Linked DNA regions of Sus scrofa: regions 2, 3 and 4 are each linked to region 1. The links are chromatin contacts, called in public targeted proximity ligation maps. All regions are on one chromosome and are shown on one strand. The core of a region is the stretch at or near the end of the contact, and the rest is flanking DNA. Distances in the headings are between cores, read along the strand shown.

Region 1 (4,191 bases), core at 78-2,577:
TCCCATTTAATTCTCACAACAACCCTAGAAGGAGGTTACTGTTATCGCCCTAATTTTACAGAGGAAATGGAGGTTTAAAGAGGTGCCCCAACTGGGCCAAGGCCCAGCGGGGGATTCAAACCCAGGCGGTTGGCTCCAGAGCCCATGCCCGCAGCTCTGCAACCCACTGCCTCCCTTAAAATGTTCTGCTGTCTTGTGAGTGACAGAGTGGATTTGCGGCATGGCTCAGGAAATCTGAAGAGTCATTTTAGCAGAGCTAGAGATGTAACCATTGCCAAGGGCAGATGATCAGCCAGGTGAGGCTGAACTCGGGGGGATTATGAGCTAAGGTGGAAGATCTGAGCAATCAGTAAGGAAGAAGGGTCAGTGGTCGAGTCAGAATCACGCTCATTGGGTGCATCCCGCAATGATGCAGTAATTAGTTATTTATGTCTCTAAGCTCTTCATTTAGAAAGTCTGTATATAGTTACTTTCTAGGAGCCGTGTCACCTGTGCCCTGCACTATTGTATCCTTAATAGGAGTTTCTGTGGCGTGTCAATTAGCCCCTTTTGCGTCACAAAAGAGGAGTGTCTTAGTAAGGAAGAGCCCGAGGCAAGTGAAAAGCTTCAAGTGTTCTGGTAACATTTGGACACTCCCAACACTCAAGGGTGGAAAAGTCAACATTTGCCAAATTTCCAAGCAGTGCTTATCAGCCAGATTGTTTTCCCTCCCCGTTTATCCACCGCACGTTCTCTTTCCTTAGCCAAGGTCCTACCAAGTGCAGTTTGTGATAAGAGTGGGATGCTAACAGTACACATTTCGAAGACAAGACCACAGAATTTATAACTTTTCATGCCACACAGCAAATAGATTTGGGAATACTTCAGAACTTCTCATTTTAACTTTCTTCCCGATAGAGTCTATTTGCATCGCTGGTTTGAGCCTCGCAGACTTGGAGGGGAGCGGTGAAAGATGAACGGGCAGTGCTCAGCCACAAGGGGAGAAAAACGTCATCCAGACCCCAGAATAGCAACAGCAATAAATATGGTCATGTCGCTAGCTCTTCTGCTGAGGCCGAAGCGACAGACAGGGATCACATTTGCGGCACCTAACCAGCCTCCTGGCTACATGGGGCTGGCTCAGGGGTATAGAGGATTCATGCAGAAAAAGTTACCTGACAGAGCCTCTTGATTTGGGGTGACTTAGTACACAAAGGAGGGTGGCACGGACCCCACCGCAGGGCTGGAGGGGACTCGGCCCCCTTCTGGCCACAGGGGAATGTGTTCTAAATCGGCTGCTGCTTTCCGGACAGCTGGCTCAGGGCTCTTGAGAGCTGAGCCCAGAACTTCCCTGCATGTCTGCCTGAGAACTTGCTGTTATCTGCAGCTGCCACAGCCATCAAGGCACATGCGTAAGGGGGAAGGTGAAAAAGAGGGCTCTTGTGGGTCATCAGTTATTTAAAGCGGGCCCATCGGATTTCAGCCCCTTGGTTGTACAGAATCAGCACCTTTGCTCCAGGAGGTCTTGGAGGAAGCCGCGTCTCCCTCCCTTCAAAACTCTCCAGGTCCTCCCTTTGCCAGCCCAGCGACCTGACTCCCCACCATTTCTTCGACGTGTATTTCAGTTTCATACAATATACAGCAGTGTCTCTGGGTGGTTGTGGTTTTACCATCTTTCCTTTCTTTGGCCACGTGGAATTGGTCACACAGGGCTTTCATATTTTCATAACTTGCATACAGTCTCTTTTTAGACGAAAAACATTTTAAGCTAATATATAGGTACCCAATTTCCCCCCCTGCCTTTTGAAAACCAAAGCATCACCTGAATTGACCACTTTCCCTTTTTTTGATACACCTCCCTGCTCTAAAAGGATATCATTTCTTATCAAGCCCACCTCCTTCTCTCTGGATCTTTGGGGTTCACTTGGTCTCTCCAACCCAGTCCAAGGTCACACAGTTCACCCGTGTCACTGTGGCTATGTGCCACCTGTGTCCCTCCTGTAGCTTGAACAGGTACAGATTCAATTCCATGCTTCCATTTGTTTCCGTTCCATGCTTAGGACTTAAATTAAGCTTTTTCCCCTGGATCACCATAATTGCTTTTATTTGGGAGATACTGTAAGTGAAAAATGAAATGAAATGTTGTTTTAGATTTTGGTATCTCGCTAGAAACTTTAGCATTTTATTTTCTTGTCACTACTCTGCTTCTTTAGGATCTGATTAAGACTAACAAGATAAGTGAAGTAGTTGTTACAGCACTGGCTCTCGTGTTTGTTCTCTCAACGACCCTGGTGACGTTGGGTGGCTAAGAAAAAAGAAATCATGCCAGTGTGTTGAAGTTGGTGCCAAAGGAACATGGATGACTATTCGGTGCCTGGGACCCACTGCTGCCCAGAACCTTATCTTGTCCTATTTATACTTTCAATGAGCAAAATCTGACTTAGTGCAATCCTTGCAACATTAGCATTTTCTTTCTTTAAAGCTTATGTCTCTGAGTTTTAATGCCATCTTTCTCATGTGGCCAGGGACAATGCAGGCATAAATTAACTTCTCCGCTTATTATTTAGTGACTAAAAGAAGACAAAAGCAAGGACATTGAACAAATAAACTCCAATGTATTATTAAATATTCTAATTTGAATTACCAGGATAAATGCCAAATGACCTTAAATCCTGGGGAAGATGCCTTTCAGCATAAAAAGAAGGTGATAAAAAAAAGTGTCCTGGAGGATGACCTGCAGCATTTATTGGGAAAATAGAAGAAAAAAGTATTGTCCACTGAGAGGATGGTGACTCTGTGGTTATGATGAAAGCATGAATGGTATATAAACACACTATAAATTTAAGAAAATATTAACTTTAGGAAGCATGTCTATTAAGAAAAAGCTGCAATTTCAGAGATAAGCGGTAAGTACGCGCCACAGAATACGCTTTTTATTCCCCACATCTAAATATCCTAGAGGCTTTCACAGTTGCAAACATTTATAAATAGATCTCTATTATTGTAACATTAATGAAAGAAATGTTAATGATTTTATTCAAATACCAACAGAGCATCCTGGGAAGTGACTCTTTTTTTTCCCCCTCCCCTTGATTTCTCTTATGCTTGTGAGTGATATATATTCACATAATATTGACATAATTGCTGAAGTGTTCTTTTAGTGACCTACCCCAGTGAGCACAGCTTGGAGTCCAGAAATGAATGTTTGGGGCTAAGTCCCCATTTTGACACTTAATGCTAGTGTGAGTTTGGGAAATTTCCTGACCTCTCTGTGCCTCATCTATAAAACTGGAATGAGGGGTTCCCAATGTGGCACAGCGGAAACGAATCCGACTAGGAACCATGAGGTCATGGGTTCATTCCCTGGGGCTCGCTCAGTGGGTTAAGGATCCAGCGTTGCTATGAGCTGTGGTGTGTAGGTCGAAGATGTGGCTTGGATCTGGCGTTGCTGTGGCTGTGGCATAGGCCGGTGGCTATAGCTCAGATTTGACCCCGAGCTTGGGAACCTCCATATGCTGCGGGTAGAGCCCTAAAAAAAAAGACGAAAAGACAAAACAACAACAAAAAAAACTGGGATGATGTTTCTCCCTGCCTGAAGGGATTTTGCAAATGTTAAAATAGAATCCATGTATAAAGTCTTCGAAATAGTTCTTGGTGTACAGTAAACACTTCCAAAAAATTTTAGCGACCATGTGGTGCAAATGCATCTTTGTTTTAATTGTATACTGGTCCCTATTGATGTATTTATTCTGAAATGTACACCATTCATCACAAAAGAGATGAGTGAGAGAGAGGGGACAGATATGTCAAATCCTTTCCACTGGAAATACAGCGCAAAGTGAATTCTCTGCTAAAAATACAGAATTTAGTGCATTGCCAATAGTAGCAGTGATTTTTTGAGAAACTAGGAAATTAGTCAAATTATTTGTTTATTGTAACCTCATGTGAGAGCCTCCTGAGTTAATAAGTTGCACTTGATGTTAAATATGACTCAGCTCTGAGATTAAAGAAAGACCAGAGGAAACCTTTTGGAGTTTCAAAAGCAAAGTCTGGGGTATTCTAAAGTCACTGAGGCTTTTGCTTAGAAGCCCGCAAGGAGTAATCTACTTTTTTTTTGAGGGGAAAGTGAAGGAGTTTGGGCATCTTGAGCTTGTAATCTCTAACCCTTGGCTTGACACAAAGGGGAATTATGGGTTTGTTTTGGAAGTTTAA
Region 2 (4,299 bases), core at 678-3,177, 160 kb before region 1:
GTACTTCAGCTGCTCTCAAGCTTTTTGATTTTAGGACTCTTTTACATTCTTATCAAAGACCCCAAAGAACTTTTGTTCCTATGGGTTACATCTATATTTACTACATTACAAATTAAATCCAAGAAAATATAAACACATTTATTAATTCATTTAAAAATAAGTATAATAAACCCATTACATATGAATATAAACCATATAATTTTTATGAAATTAAGTGTATTTTTCAAAACAAAACCCCACATTTAGTGAGATAAGCAACACTGTTTCATTTTTGCATAGCTCCTAGGTGTGTTGCTTAGTAGAAATCCAGCTGGATTCTCTTATCTGGATGCAGTCTGTTACAGTGTCACACACTGTGTAGCATCTGGAAAGACCTCCTTGTATACCTGTGGGAGAATGAGAGTAAACAGGACAAATAACAGTTTAGCATTATTGGAGTTTCCATTGTGGCTCAGTGGTAATGAATCTGACTAGTATCCACAAGGATGCAGGTTCTATCCCTGGCCTCACTCAGTGGGTTAGGGATCCAGCGTTGCCATGAGCTGTGGTATCGGTCTCATGAGGCTTGGATCCTGCGTTGCTGTGGCTGTGGTGTAGGCCGGCAGCTACAGCTTGGATTTGGCCCCTAGCTCGGTAACTTTCATATGCCCCAGGGGCGGCCCTAAAAAGACAGAAAAAAAAAGAAAACCCAAAACAACAACAACAAAAAGCCCAAAGAGTTTAGCATTATTACAATAGAGTTTTGACTTCATGGATCCCCTCAAAGGGTCCCAGGTAACCTCTGGGTTCCCCAAATCACAGTATGAGAATTTTCCTTTATCATATTCCAGCCTCATCACTCCACCTTGGGGGAACCTTCTTTTTTTGGCCTGAATTTCATCTTTAACATGGAAGGAATAACCATATAACCATATTTACCTTCCCCAGTCTGCTGTGAGGATTGAATGACAGTTCATGTGATGCATTTAGAATTGGGCTTATGTAGAGAAAATTTGGGAGTTATTAGTGTGATTAAGGCAGCAGTTGATTATGAGTATTTTTAAATTAACTTTTTAAATTAAAATATACTTGATTTACAATGTTGTGCCAATTTCAGCAAAGTGACAATTATACATTGCTTTGTATAATTATACATATATATATATACATTCCTTTGTATATTATTTGCCATCATGTTCTATCCCAGGGGACTGGATATAGTTCCCTGCACTGTACAGAAGGACCTCATTGCATACCCATTCTAAAATGGAATAGTTTGTATCTCCTAACCCCAAACTCCTCTCTCTCCTCCCTCCCCCTGGGCAACTACAAGTCTGTTCTCTATGTGATTGTGACTATTTTTGATTTGTGATATTGTTCATCTGTAGGATTGACTTTATGCTGCTTCCTTGATCAGGAATGCCTCCCCTACTTAAAATCTTCCTGTTTTGAAAAAATAAGGTCCGGGGGTGAAAAGTACGAAAAAAACACACATGGCCGTTTTATTTTTTGAAAGAGATTTCTCTCCCACAGGATTTGATGTCCCATTAAGCATTTTTTCCTACTGATAATCCCTTTGTGATCAGGACTGGAAAAACATGTCCTCCACTCCCCAAGATGAAACGTGCCTTGACAGGACAATTCCCCAAATACAGATGGCATTTGCTATTCACTCTCATCACTGAACTGAATTCCCGAGAAGTCCAAGAAGAAAACCCGCCTTCAACCGCTATAATCATTCCTTAGGGGGCCATTGACCTTCCACGCTTCTTTCATTTATCACTGTTTTGTGTGTTGATCGAATTGTCACAAAGGCAGCGTGAATTAGAATTGCTAATCGAGGACACAGAATGTTAACGTTCTTCCCGTGTTGACATTGCACCGCTTCTCTCAGAATCCAGGATGTACAGCCTTCACGTTCTGTTGTATTTCACCCACGTGAGTTAAAATTTAAAAAAGCTTCACGTCACTTAAGCAACAGATGTTCTATGCATGCAAAGTCGGGCAGTCCTGTAATAACTCTCTTAAATGTAAAAGAACTTCAAACAACAATAATCCTTGGTGAATCCGAGAAGCATTAACGGTCTCCTCCTCACCCACCCTGCAAAGGGAAAGCATTTATGCAACTAATTAGTTTACCATAGTAAATAATCCACTGACATTTAAAAGAAGCATTCCTATTGGAGCCTGGAGTAAATATTATGTTGCATGTTAAACTATAAATAGGGCGAATAGTGGTGCCAGGCCCAGTTTTAAAATGCTATGGAAAATAAGTGAGCTCTGTCTGGGTAGCATGGGTGTTACAAGCCCTCTATACACAAGTGTCCAGTTGCCTGGCTCAGGTTCCCTATAGCTGCCGTGGAAACTTGATGATTCATCTCACTTTCCAGCATGACTCTAGCAGGTAGCTGAGAAAGCGAGTGTTTCTCTTGGAAATAACAAATGCAGAAAACGAAAGAAGACAAGATTTGGAACTCACCTTGCTGGATTCCTTCTCACTTTGAGAGAGTAGAGATGGAGTTCCCGCAGTGGCTCAGCGGTAACAAACCCAACTAGTATCCAAGAGGATGTGGGTTCAACCCCTGGCCTTGCTCAGCAGGTTAAGGATCTGGGGTTGCTGTAAGCTGTGGTGTAGGTCACAGCTGAGGCTTGGATCCGGCTTGGATCCAGCCAGCATATGCAACTCCCATCCGACCCCTAGCCTGAGAACTTCCCTATGCCTTGGATGCGGCCCTAAAAAACATTTATGCAACTAAAAAGAAAAAAAAGAAAAAAAAAAGAGTGGAGAAAGCAGGGCTTTCCACATAATCGAATTTTGCAACTACTTGTAGCTTAGATGAGAAAAAGCATATAATGTTCCTGATCATCATTTTACAGATGATCTTAGCCTCGAGGTCTGTGCTTTGAGGGATTTTTTTCCCAACCGCAAGTCACATGTAGCAAGTATGGAGCCCAGAATGGAAAAGTGAACCATGAAACAGAATCTCTATGTGGAGATTTCTCACATGCACACATTTGGATAAAGCAGAAACCAAGGGCTCAGTTTAAGGCCTCATTAAGGAAGGAGTGAGGAGGGAGTTCCCACCCTGACGCAGCATTAATGAACCTGAGTAGCATCCATGAGGTTGTGGATTGGATCTCTGACCTTGCTCAGTGGGTTAAGGATCTGGTATTGCTGTGATGAACTGTGGTGTAGGTCGCAGAAGCAGCTCAGATGCTGCGTGGCTGTGGCTGGTGGCATAGGCTGGCTGCTGTAGCTCCAATTCGACCCCTAGCCTGGGAACCTCCATATGACGCACGTGCAGGCCTAAAAAAAAAAAAAAAATAAAGGAGGGAGTGAGGAGAGGAGTAGAAAGAAGAACAAGTATTTTTAGGGCTCACCCAGGCAGAGCCAAAGGAGCAGCTGCCTTTCCAGGATATAAGAGGGGCCCAGAGATTCTCACTTGCTCCATTCCTGAAATTCCAGCCATAAGAACCACATGTTCAAATTAAGTCTCTCAGTGGAAGGACCCCATTTCTGTGTGTGACACATATTCATGGATTCAGTACATTGATTCAACATTTCCTAGGATTTGCAGATTGTTCCAGAAATGTAACGATGCCAGAAACCTTATAAAGAAAAAAGTTCTATTTCCTGTTTTATGACGTTTGTAGTCTCATAGATCAGAGAGAGAGAGAGGTAACAGCACATGAGGATGCTCATAGTTGGGGCTGCTTTATGACATACCACAGACTGGGTGGCTTTCTTACAGTCCTGGAGGCTGAAAATCCCAGTGCGAGGCACCCGCAGTTTCACTTCCTGGCGAGGCCTCGCCTCCTGCCTTGCCAATGGCTCCTCCTTTCTAAGTCCTCATGTGGAAAAGAAAGTGAGCTTCCACTGTCTCTTCCCCTTCGCAGACAGACTCTGTCCCATCCTGAGGATTTTCAGTTGACAAAAAAAAAAAAAAAAAACAAACCTGGAGTTCCTGTTGTGACTCAGTGATAACAAACCCGACTAGTATCTGTGGGGATGCAGGTTTGATCCTTGGCCTCGCTCAGTGGGTTAAGGATCTGGCGTGGCTGTGGCTGTGGTGTCGGTCGGCAGCTGAAGCTCCCATTCTACCCCTAACCTGGGAACTTCCATATGCCGCAGGGGCAGCCCTAAAAAAAAAAAAAAAAATCAGATATTCAAGACAAATAAGGAGGGACACATCAATGTATGCTAATGGCTAGGGCGCTATGCTCTCATTGGGTCTCTCTCAATTTCATATGTTGAGACCCAAACCCCCAAAGATGATGGTATTAGGAGGAAGGAGCTTTGGGAGGTGCTTGGGTCATGGT
Region 3 (4,222 bases), core at 448-2,947, 250 kb before region 1:
ATATTTTTCCAAAGAAGAGATAATAGGTGGTCAACATCATTAGTCGTCAGGGAAAAACAAAAATCACAATGCGATATCGCCTCATGTTAGCATGGCTATTATCAAAAAGACAAATAACAAGCGTTGCTGAGAATGTGAAGAAAAGGGAACCCTTGTGCATTGCTGGTAGGAATGTAAATTGGTACAGCCATTATGGAATATTTTGGAAGTTTATTAAAAAAACTAGAACTGCTATATGACACAGCAATACCACTTCTGGGTATTTTCCCCAAAGAAAATGAAAACTCTAATTTGAAAAGGTATATCGGAGTTCCCGTTGTGGCACAGTGGTTAACGAATCTGACTGGGAACCATGAGGTTGTGTGTTCGATCCCCGGCCTTGCTCAGTGGGTTAAGGATCTGGCATTGCCGAGAGCTGTGGTGTAGGTCACAAACGCGGCTCAGATCCTGCATGATTGTCGCTCTGGTGTAGGCTGGTGGCTATAGCTCCAATTAGGCCCCTGGCCTGGGAATCTCCGTATGCCTCGGGAGCGGCCCTAGAAAAGGCAAAAAGACTATATATAAGACTATATATATATATAGTCTTCCTGCTGAGGTGCAACAGGGTGGGCAGCATCTCTGCAGTGCCAGGACACAGGTTTGATCGCCGGCCCAACACAGTGCGTTAAAGGATCTAATGTTGCTGCAATAGGTCCCAACTGCAGCTCGGATATGATCCCTGGCCCAGGAACTCCACATGCCATGGGGCAGCCAAAAAAAAAAAAAAAAAAAAAAAAAAAAGATATATGCACTCCTGTGTTCATTGCAGCATTATTAACAATAGCCTATGTATACAAATGACCTACAGCTCCATCAATGAATGAATGGATAAGTACACACGTACATGTATAGATACACAATGGAATGTTATTCAGCCATAAAATGAGTGAAATTTTGTTATTTGCAAGAACATGCATGGGCCTCGAGGGCATTATGCTAAGTGACATAACACAGAAAAAAACGATACCTGATGATCTCATATGTGGAATCCAAAAAAACGAACAACAAAAACCCAACAAAAAATCCTGAGCTCATGGTTGTAGAGAAGAGATTGATAATTGCCTGAGATGGGGAGTAAGGTGGTATGAGGGTGGGGGCTGGGAGAAATGGGTAAAGGGGGGGGTCAAAATGTACAAACTTTCAGTTATAAAACGAATAAGTCACAGGGATACAATGTACAGCTTGGTGACTATGGTTAATAATACCGTATCGAATATTTGAGAGTAGCTAAGAGAGAAGCTTGAAAATTCTCATCACAAGAAACAAATTTTGTAACTATGTACGGTGATGGACGTTAATTGGACCTAATTGTGGCGATCCTTTTGTAATATATACAGATGTCAAATCATTATGTTGTACACCTGAAGCTATATTATGTTATGTCAGTTATTCCTCAGAAAAATCCTTAACTGTTGAGGAAGATTCCACGGTTCACTGGGTGAAAGAATGCTTGATTAAAGAACTAATGTGAAGAGGAAAGACAGATGATGATAACACTTTCTGATGGGAGCTTCTTTTGTTTTCTAAAGAAAACATTTGGTGGAGAGGTCCTGTGATTGTGGCAAGGTGTCCGTCTCATATTCATGTTATGCTTTGCTAGCTATACGAAGAGCTATGTCTTTAAATGACTTAACAGGACATTTTCAAGCAACTCAGCACTTGGCAGATTTAATTTTGACGAGCAGGAGCAGGTGGGTGGCTCAGGCTTCTCAACCTTGAAGAGATGACCCCGAATGACTTTGTTTTTTTCCTGGTAGTTGCAAGATAAAATAAGATTTAATTAAGGAGCTTGCGGAAGGTACTTCCCTTGTTCAGGTGAAAGGGAGAGAAATGTGTGACAAATAGAAATAGGTGTAATGAAAGCACCGAAATGAGGTGAGCCTTGGGAAGCACACTGACAAGGCCTCCCTCGGGGTTGGTAATTTGCAAGAACAGTTTCTGTTTAAACAAAGGAATGAAACCCAACCAGCCATAAAGCTCCCACAAGCATGCATACTTTTGTCACTCTGAGTTTGAGATCTCTTTTCTGTTTTTCTCCAGTTGGGGAAGAGACCTCAGGGCTGAGGGAAAAGACCTCCTTGCAGGCTTGTGCCTTTTCAGAGCTTTGAGAAGCTTTAAATGCTTTGAAAAGTGTGCACGTTTCTGAAATTGTTTCAAATGGTAACCATCTTGAAGCCATCTTTCCTTTTTCTCTAAGGATTCCATTTTCTTCCTTCCTCCTCCTCCCTCTCCTACTTCCTTTCCTCTCTTTCCCTCCCTGTCTGGGTAAAGTTTCCAGCACCTGGCTTATTTGCCAGGAAAAAGACAACTGCTTGCAAAGGAGAAAACCCTTTGCTGGGTGCTCGGCTGCACTGGGATCCTACCCTCCTGGTTGGGATGGACAGCTGGGCTGTGCGCTGGTTCCTGGGCTCCTGCAAAGGGAAATGCCCCGTCTTGTATCCCCCATTCCAGAAGAGGGGCAAGTTCAGGGGTCTCATGAAAGATTTTGCAGTCTTTGAGGTCATTACCCTGCCTGTCTTTCCCCAGAATGCTTTCATAGGTTAATCATTTACTTCACATTTTGTACCTGGGAGCGTATGATTATGAGGACAGAAGATGCTCTCTTGCTTGGCTTCTCAGAGACAACTCTAGGCACTGCAATTTGGGGATGCAGGCTGTGGTGTGTGACTGCTGGGGGATCTGCCCTTTGGATTGAACAGGATTTAAGTGAAATGTTTGAGTTTTGTTTGGTATAAAAATTCTATCAGTTTCTCTTATATTCAAATCTCTCACTGGATTTGTAAAAGTTTTTAAGCCAGGGTAAAGTGGCATGCATTAATGTATGTCCACACCCACGCTGTTTTTAAAAATTAAGATTCCTATTCAATTTGGACTGCTCTTTCTTTCTCATCCCTTTGCCCCACTGTTATCTTCTTAGATATTTCTGTGAGTCTGTCTACAGCTGTGGAGTAGAAACGTAACACATTATTTATTTATTTTTGTCTTTTTGCCTTTTCTAGGGCTGCACCTGCGGCATATGGAGGTTCCCAGGCTAGGGGTCCAATCGAAGCTGAGCTGTAGCCGCCGGCCTACGCCAGAGCCACAGCAATGCAGGATCTGAGCCACGTCTGCAACCTACACCACAGCTCACGGCAATGCGGGATCCTTAACCCACTGAGCAAGGCCAGGGATGGAACCTGCAACCTCATGGTTCCTAGTCGGATTTGTTAGCCACTGAGCCACGATGGGAACTGCATTAACACATTATTTATATAGCATGCATTTCTAAAAGACTTCCAAAAGGGTCAGATGATTTAAACATTGTTCTTCTGTTCAGTGTTAAGTGATTTTTAAAAATAATTACGTTTTTCTGCCTAGCTTAAAGATGGATTTGATGGGCTATGATAATGACATGGTAAAGTCAGCTGCCTTTTAAGAGCTCCTATCTGTTTAGTGTTAAGTGATCTTTTAAATTGTCCTTCAGTTCTTACCTTTCATCTCATTTTTATTTTACTTCCTTCCCTTACTTTCTTCCCTCTCCTCTTCTTACTCTTCCCTTCTTCTCCTTTTCTCTCTTGATATAGTTATACATCTGTCTACATACACACACATAAATATTACATGTAATATTTTTCTCAACCTTAGTCATTGATTAAGGTGTTTTCCAGGCTTCTCCACTGTCAAGTACTATTTTTTTTTCTCTTTACAATTAAACAGTTTGTGAGGAGAAGCTTCACAAGTGTGTCAATAGTCTGTTTCATATTAAAATTTCACCTATCCATGCTAGCTAGCATTCATGGATACCTTCCTAACGCCATCATGTCAAGTAATACACGTAGAAGAAATGATGGAGGTGGAAAATTGTTTTCATAAAAGATTACCTGCAACACTGGCTTGACTGTTCTACAATGTATTTGACAGATGATATAACCTAGGGACACAGAGCTTCAGCTATAATATAAAGGAGAAATGTCAGAATAGTGATGTATGGTTCACATACTATATATTTCACCATGTGCATGCACTGGCACTTCTACATGAGGACACGTCAAAGGAGTCGGATATGAGATATATGTGCAGAGTGGTTTAGTGACAGCTCACGTTCCATCAGTGGCATTTTCTTAGTAACATGGTTTTTGAAAATGGTGAACAACTCTTGGTAAAATTTGGATGAAAATAGTGCAAAGTGTTCCCTCACTTTATC
Region 4 (4,478 bases), core at 838-3,337, 180 kb before region 1:
CACGCCTAGTGATACCAGGACAGCAGCGTAGATTTCGACTGCTCGGGAGAAATGGGACATATGTTCATCCAGCTTTCCTGAGTCATGCTTTGCAAAGAAAAGATTTCTCTAAGCTGAATGCCATGTGGTGTTAGCTATTCCCCTCCCACCTGCTCCCTTCACACCCCGCCCCTGTCCCCTAGCGCCAATGAGCCAGTCATCTAGGGAGTGTCTAGACGTAGAGAGACGATTTGCAATTTCACTACTGTGACATCCTCACCAGACTATCCTGGCTTTTGCGTCTTTGACACACAATGTAGAGGACTAGCCATCATCCTGAGCCAGTGGGTGGCACATGGAACTGGCTCCAGGAAGTCAGAAGTCACCGGCTCCCCCCCAACTCTGCTCCTTTCCAGATGTGAGAGCTTAGAATTTCCTCTTCTTTTCTAAACCTCAGTTTTCCATTCCGTGGTATGGGAATCATGATAATGCATGTTCAGTCTGTTGGGTTTGTTACTCTGATGAGCAGAATGGCATGATAAACAATGTCACATTATAAAATGTTGGTTAGTTTGCAGCAACCTGGATGGACCTAGAGATTATCATACGAAGTGAAGTCAGAGAAAGACAAATACCACATGATATCATTTATGTGCAGAATCTAAAATATGACACAAACGAACTTCTTTATGAAACAGAAACAGACTCACAGACAGGGAAAACTTATGCTTACAGAGGGGAAAGTGGGTAGGCGAGGGATAAATTAGGAGCTTGAGATTAGCAGATATAAACTACTGTATATTAGATCGATAAACAACAAGGACCCACTGTAGAGCACAGGGAGGTATATTCAATATCCTATAATAAACCATAATGGAAAAGAGCAAAATAACAAAAATTAAAATGTTGGCTATTGGGAGTTCTTGTTGTGGCTCAGTGGTAATGAATCCAACTAGTATCCATGAGGACACAGGTTCCATCCCTGGCCTTGCTCAGCGAGTTAGGAATCCTGCATTGCAGTGAGCTATGGTATGGGTCGCAGACATGGCTAGGATCCCACATTGCTGTGCCTGTGGCATAGGCTGGCAGCTGCAGCTCCGATTGGACCCCTAGCCTAGGACCTTCCATATGCATATGTGCAGCCCTAAAAAAAGCAAAAAAAAAAAAAAAAAAGTTGGCTATTCATTCATTAATTGCTGTGACAGTTAACTCGGGAATTGGGCATGTTATTTCACCTCTCCAAGCCTCCCTTTTCCTTATCTGTAGAAAGAGGAGAATGGTATTTGCTTTTCCAAGGACTGATTTTGAAATACATTGAGCACCTACTCTCAATAAGCACGAGTTGGCTTCTCTTTAAATCGGGCTGTTCCTGGAACTTTGCAACTGGGTGATAAATGGATTCTTTTTTCTCGGCCCAGTTGTCAAGGGAATGAGCTCTTACTGTCTTCAACCTGCCCACTCCAGTCCTTGCAGACTGCTTCACGGGCTCTAGGGCAGGAGCGAGGATGCTGACTGGTGCAGAAGCCGAGTGACAGGAGGATTCAAGGCACAGGCTCAGGAGTGGCAGACTGCGAGCCTGCCAAGCAGCAGCACAGGGAGCGCCTTCCCTCATGCTGCTAAAAATACTGCCTCGAAAGTAATTTCTCTGGTCCTATTTTAGAAATCAGAGACAGATCCACCATATTCATGTTTGGATCCTGGTCAGGCTTCTGGTTTGGGTTTTAAATTTCCAGAGAGCTTTTTCTGGGGAGAGTGAAAATAATCTGTATGGGGCTTGAGAATCAAAATTTGAGAATACTGTTAGGGAAGAAACATGTTGGGCATCAGTTATGTAATTACTAGAGATTTTAAAGAAAGACTTTATTGGAAATAATCAAGATGTTTTAGTGACAAAATCCTTTCAAATGTGTACCCTTATATGTAAGTCCATGATTATAAAGATACTCTTTTTTTTTCTTAAGATAGATTAATGAAAGGAAATTTGCCTTTTCTTGTTAATTTCCCCTTCCTTTCTTCTTTTCCTTTCTTCCTCTTCTGAAACCTTCCATCTACCCCCTCCTTCCTTTCTCTCTTAGCGACTGTTTCACAGGGAGCTAGAAACCCTGTCTGTCCATAGGTTTATCTATCTCTGATGGATTCTGTTTGTCTTTGCTTCAGTGTTTCACTGTATCTTTTGTTCATCAGGCTTTCTTTCACAAACATTTACCAAGGAGCTATTTATGCAAAACACAGTATTTGGCCCTAGCAGAGGGCTGGGGAAAACACAAGGCCGATTCTCACATGATTCTCCCTCTGAGTCTCTCTCTTGGAGGATCCTGTGAGGCAGTGGAAGCGACACTGTTTAAGCAAGAATAAGGATATGCACTCGGGAGCTGGGGAAATATTGAGTGTGAAAGCAAGTCACTTGACCAAAAACCAACTTGCCAAAATAATCTTCAATATGCTGAGAGGCCAATTTACTGAAAATCAATTTGCCCTTGGCCCAGAGCTGCTGGGTATTGCTTGGCAGAAATAAGACACCCTAAGCTTCCTCAAGAACAACCTTGGTATTGGTATTGGTGGGGGGTGGAGGGAGGCTTTGAAATGCAGACCTAGGGATAGAGCTAAGGTTGGTCCTTTTGAATCTGGCCATGGGGGAGCACTTTGTATACAGAGTGGCAGTAATCAGAAGCTTAGTTTGCTTAGATAACAGAGACTATGTTTTTCTCTTCCTCCTGAATATATGGGCCCTGGTTCCAGCAGGAAAGAGATGGTGCCCACCAACCTGGAAATGTGAAGATGGCCTAGCAAAGGGATGTTTTTCAAGGCATGGGCAGCATTAGGGATACCAACGAGGAATAGTGCAGCGCCCTGGGGGTAGCAAGAGTGGGGAGCCATGACAATCAAACTGGGAGGGGAGCTACATGGACAGGGCCATCCAACTTGAGAAGGCGTCTGTGGTGGTCACTTCTTACCTTTCACTTCTCGAAGATAGCTCTCCTTGGCCAAACCCAACTGTGAACTGAGGAAAAGGATTTCCAGGCATAAAGAAGGGGAGAGCAGTTCTAGAAGCTACTTGGCGTATCAGTTTATGGTTCTGCAATATGGCAGCAAATTCTGTTCAGTTAAGGAAGAATATTGATTGTCATTTCAGACCAAAAGGTCGGTGTCCCTCCAGAAGTTCCTCAGGGGTGCCAGATTTATTTATCAAGAATTGAAATGCAAAACAAGGTATCTCATCAAATTATTTTTAGCAAGCGAGACTGTCAGTAATTCACACTATAGGTGGCTCCAGCAAACAATTTTGGAGTAGATCTTTGTTCAGAGAAGAGTTCTTTGAGTGAAACTCTCTAGCATGCTGAGTGCAAAGCCCTTTTGAAGGGCATAACAATCTTTTGTTTGGCTTAACAAGGCAACTCTGTTGATAGAACTCTTGGAGTCCCATGGACCAGTTTGCATTGGGTACTCTGGACTCATCACAGAGGCCCACAGGGTTTGAGGGAGAAGACTGGGTCACAGTGTGTGGCTGAGGCTGGACACCCACTGACTTGATTCTGGCTCTGGAGAACATTGTCTTAGCATGTGAGTCTGAATCAAGAGAGCAAGTTATAAAGCAAGGTTATAGGGAGCCAGCTCAGACAGAGCATCACTGCCGTAAACTCTTATGGGCACCAAACTGTGCAGGACCAGTGTTCAACAGTGACACCTTGTGGTGGACAAGAGCATGGGACTAGCGGGGACTGTGTTTCTCTCTCGACTCACTCCCTTTGGAATAAATAAATCCCTTGATTCTTGGAAATCTCAGAGAAGATATAGATCTTAGTGCTAGGGGAGGGGAGCTAGATGGGGGCCCTGGGGGTTAATTAGAATAATAAAGGAGATGTGATTTCATTTGTATCTTTTTTTTTTTTTTTTTTTTTTTTGCTTTTTAGGACCACACCCCCAGCATATGGAGGTTCCTGGGCTAGGGGTTGAATCGGGGCCATAGCTGCTGGCCTCATTTTTATCTTAAGTTGATCAAGCCGATCATACTGCAAGAGAATATTTCAATGAACAGAGAGGTCTGTTCACTGCTGACTAGATGTTCCAAAGTGTCTTTTTTTTTTTTTTTGGCAGAGGCAGGAGCAGTGGTTAAAGTGGGAGGAAGAAGGAACAAGAATAATTTGCACTATTTATATTTTCTCCATATTCATGGTTTTTATCCCAGCACAGCCACAGCTTCAACTTAGAAGGTACAGAGATGAAAGCAAAGGCAAAAATACCATCCTGGGTAATTTGTGGGTATACAAGGTAGCCAAGTCAATTTGGAACTTTTAAAGAAATTCCTTAAAGTGTTACTGTATTTCCTTCGAATCCCAGCCTTGCACAACAATTTTAAGTCCCGGAAAGGAGAGTTGAAGAAAGGTGTTCGATTTGAGGTGGGTTTAAGAGAAAGCATCGCAACTGTAACTTGTTTATTGATCACTATAGGCTGGGCGGGGTGCCGTTTACTTTCCTCCAGTCACGGCTCCCACTCTGCA

What was found.
Region 2: a contact with region 1 is called in a targeted proximity ligation map of skeletal muscle. A contact is called at or near these places in 2 of 47 Hi-C or Micro-C datasets (psoas muscle and skeletal muscle) and 1 of 2 datasets of targeted methods (skeletal muscle).
Region 3: a contact with region 1 is called in a targeted proximity ligation map of skeletal muscle. A contact is called at or near these places in 5 of 47 Hi-C or Micro-C datasets (embryonic fibroblasts, fetal heart ventricle, fetal skeletal muscle and 2 more) and 1 of 2 datasets of targeted methods (skeletal muscle).
Region 4: a contact with region 1 is called in a targeted proximity ligation map of skeletal muscle. A contact is called at or near these places in 4 of 47 Hi-C or Micro-C datasets (heart right ventricle, psoas muscle and skeletal muscle) and 1 of 2 datasets of targeted methods (skeletal muscle).

The regions. Positions count from the first base shown.
Region 1 is chr4:61,603,652-61,607,842 of Sscrofa11.1, reverse strand. No RefSeq gene overlaps it. Among named protein-coding and RNA genes, the nearest start is that of GDAP1, 9.6 kb to the right of the region's middle.
Region 2 is chr4:61,763,524-61,767,822 of Sscrofa11.1, reverse strand. No RefSeq gene overlaps it. Among named protein-coding and RNA genes, the nearest start is that of JPH1, 140 kb to the right of the region's middle.
Region 3 is chr4:61,852,841-61,857,062 of Sscrofa11.1, reverse strand. No RefSeq gene overlaps it. Among named protein-coding and RNA genes, the nearest start is that of LY96, 96 kb to the left of the region's middle.
Region 4 is chr4:61,787,945-61,792,422 of Sscrofa11.1, reverse strand. No RefSeq gene overlaps it. Among named protein-coding and RNA genes, the nearest start is that of LY96, 160 kb to the left of the region's middle.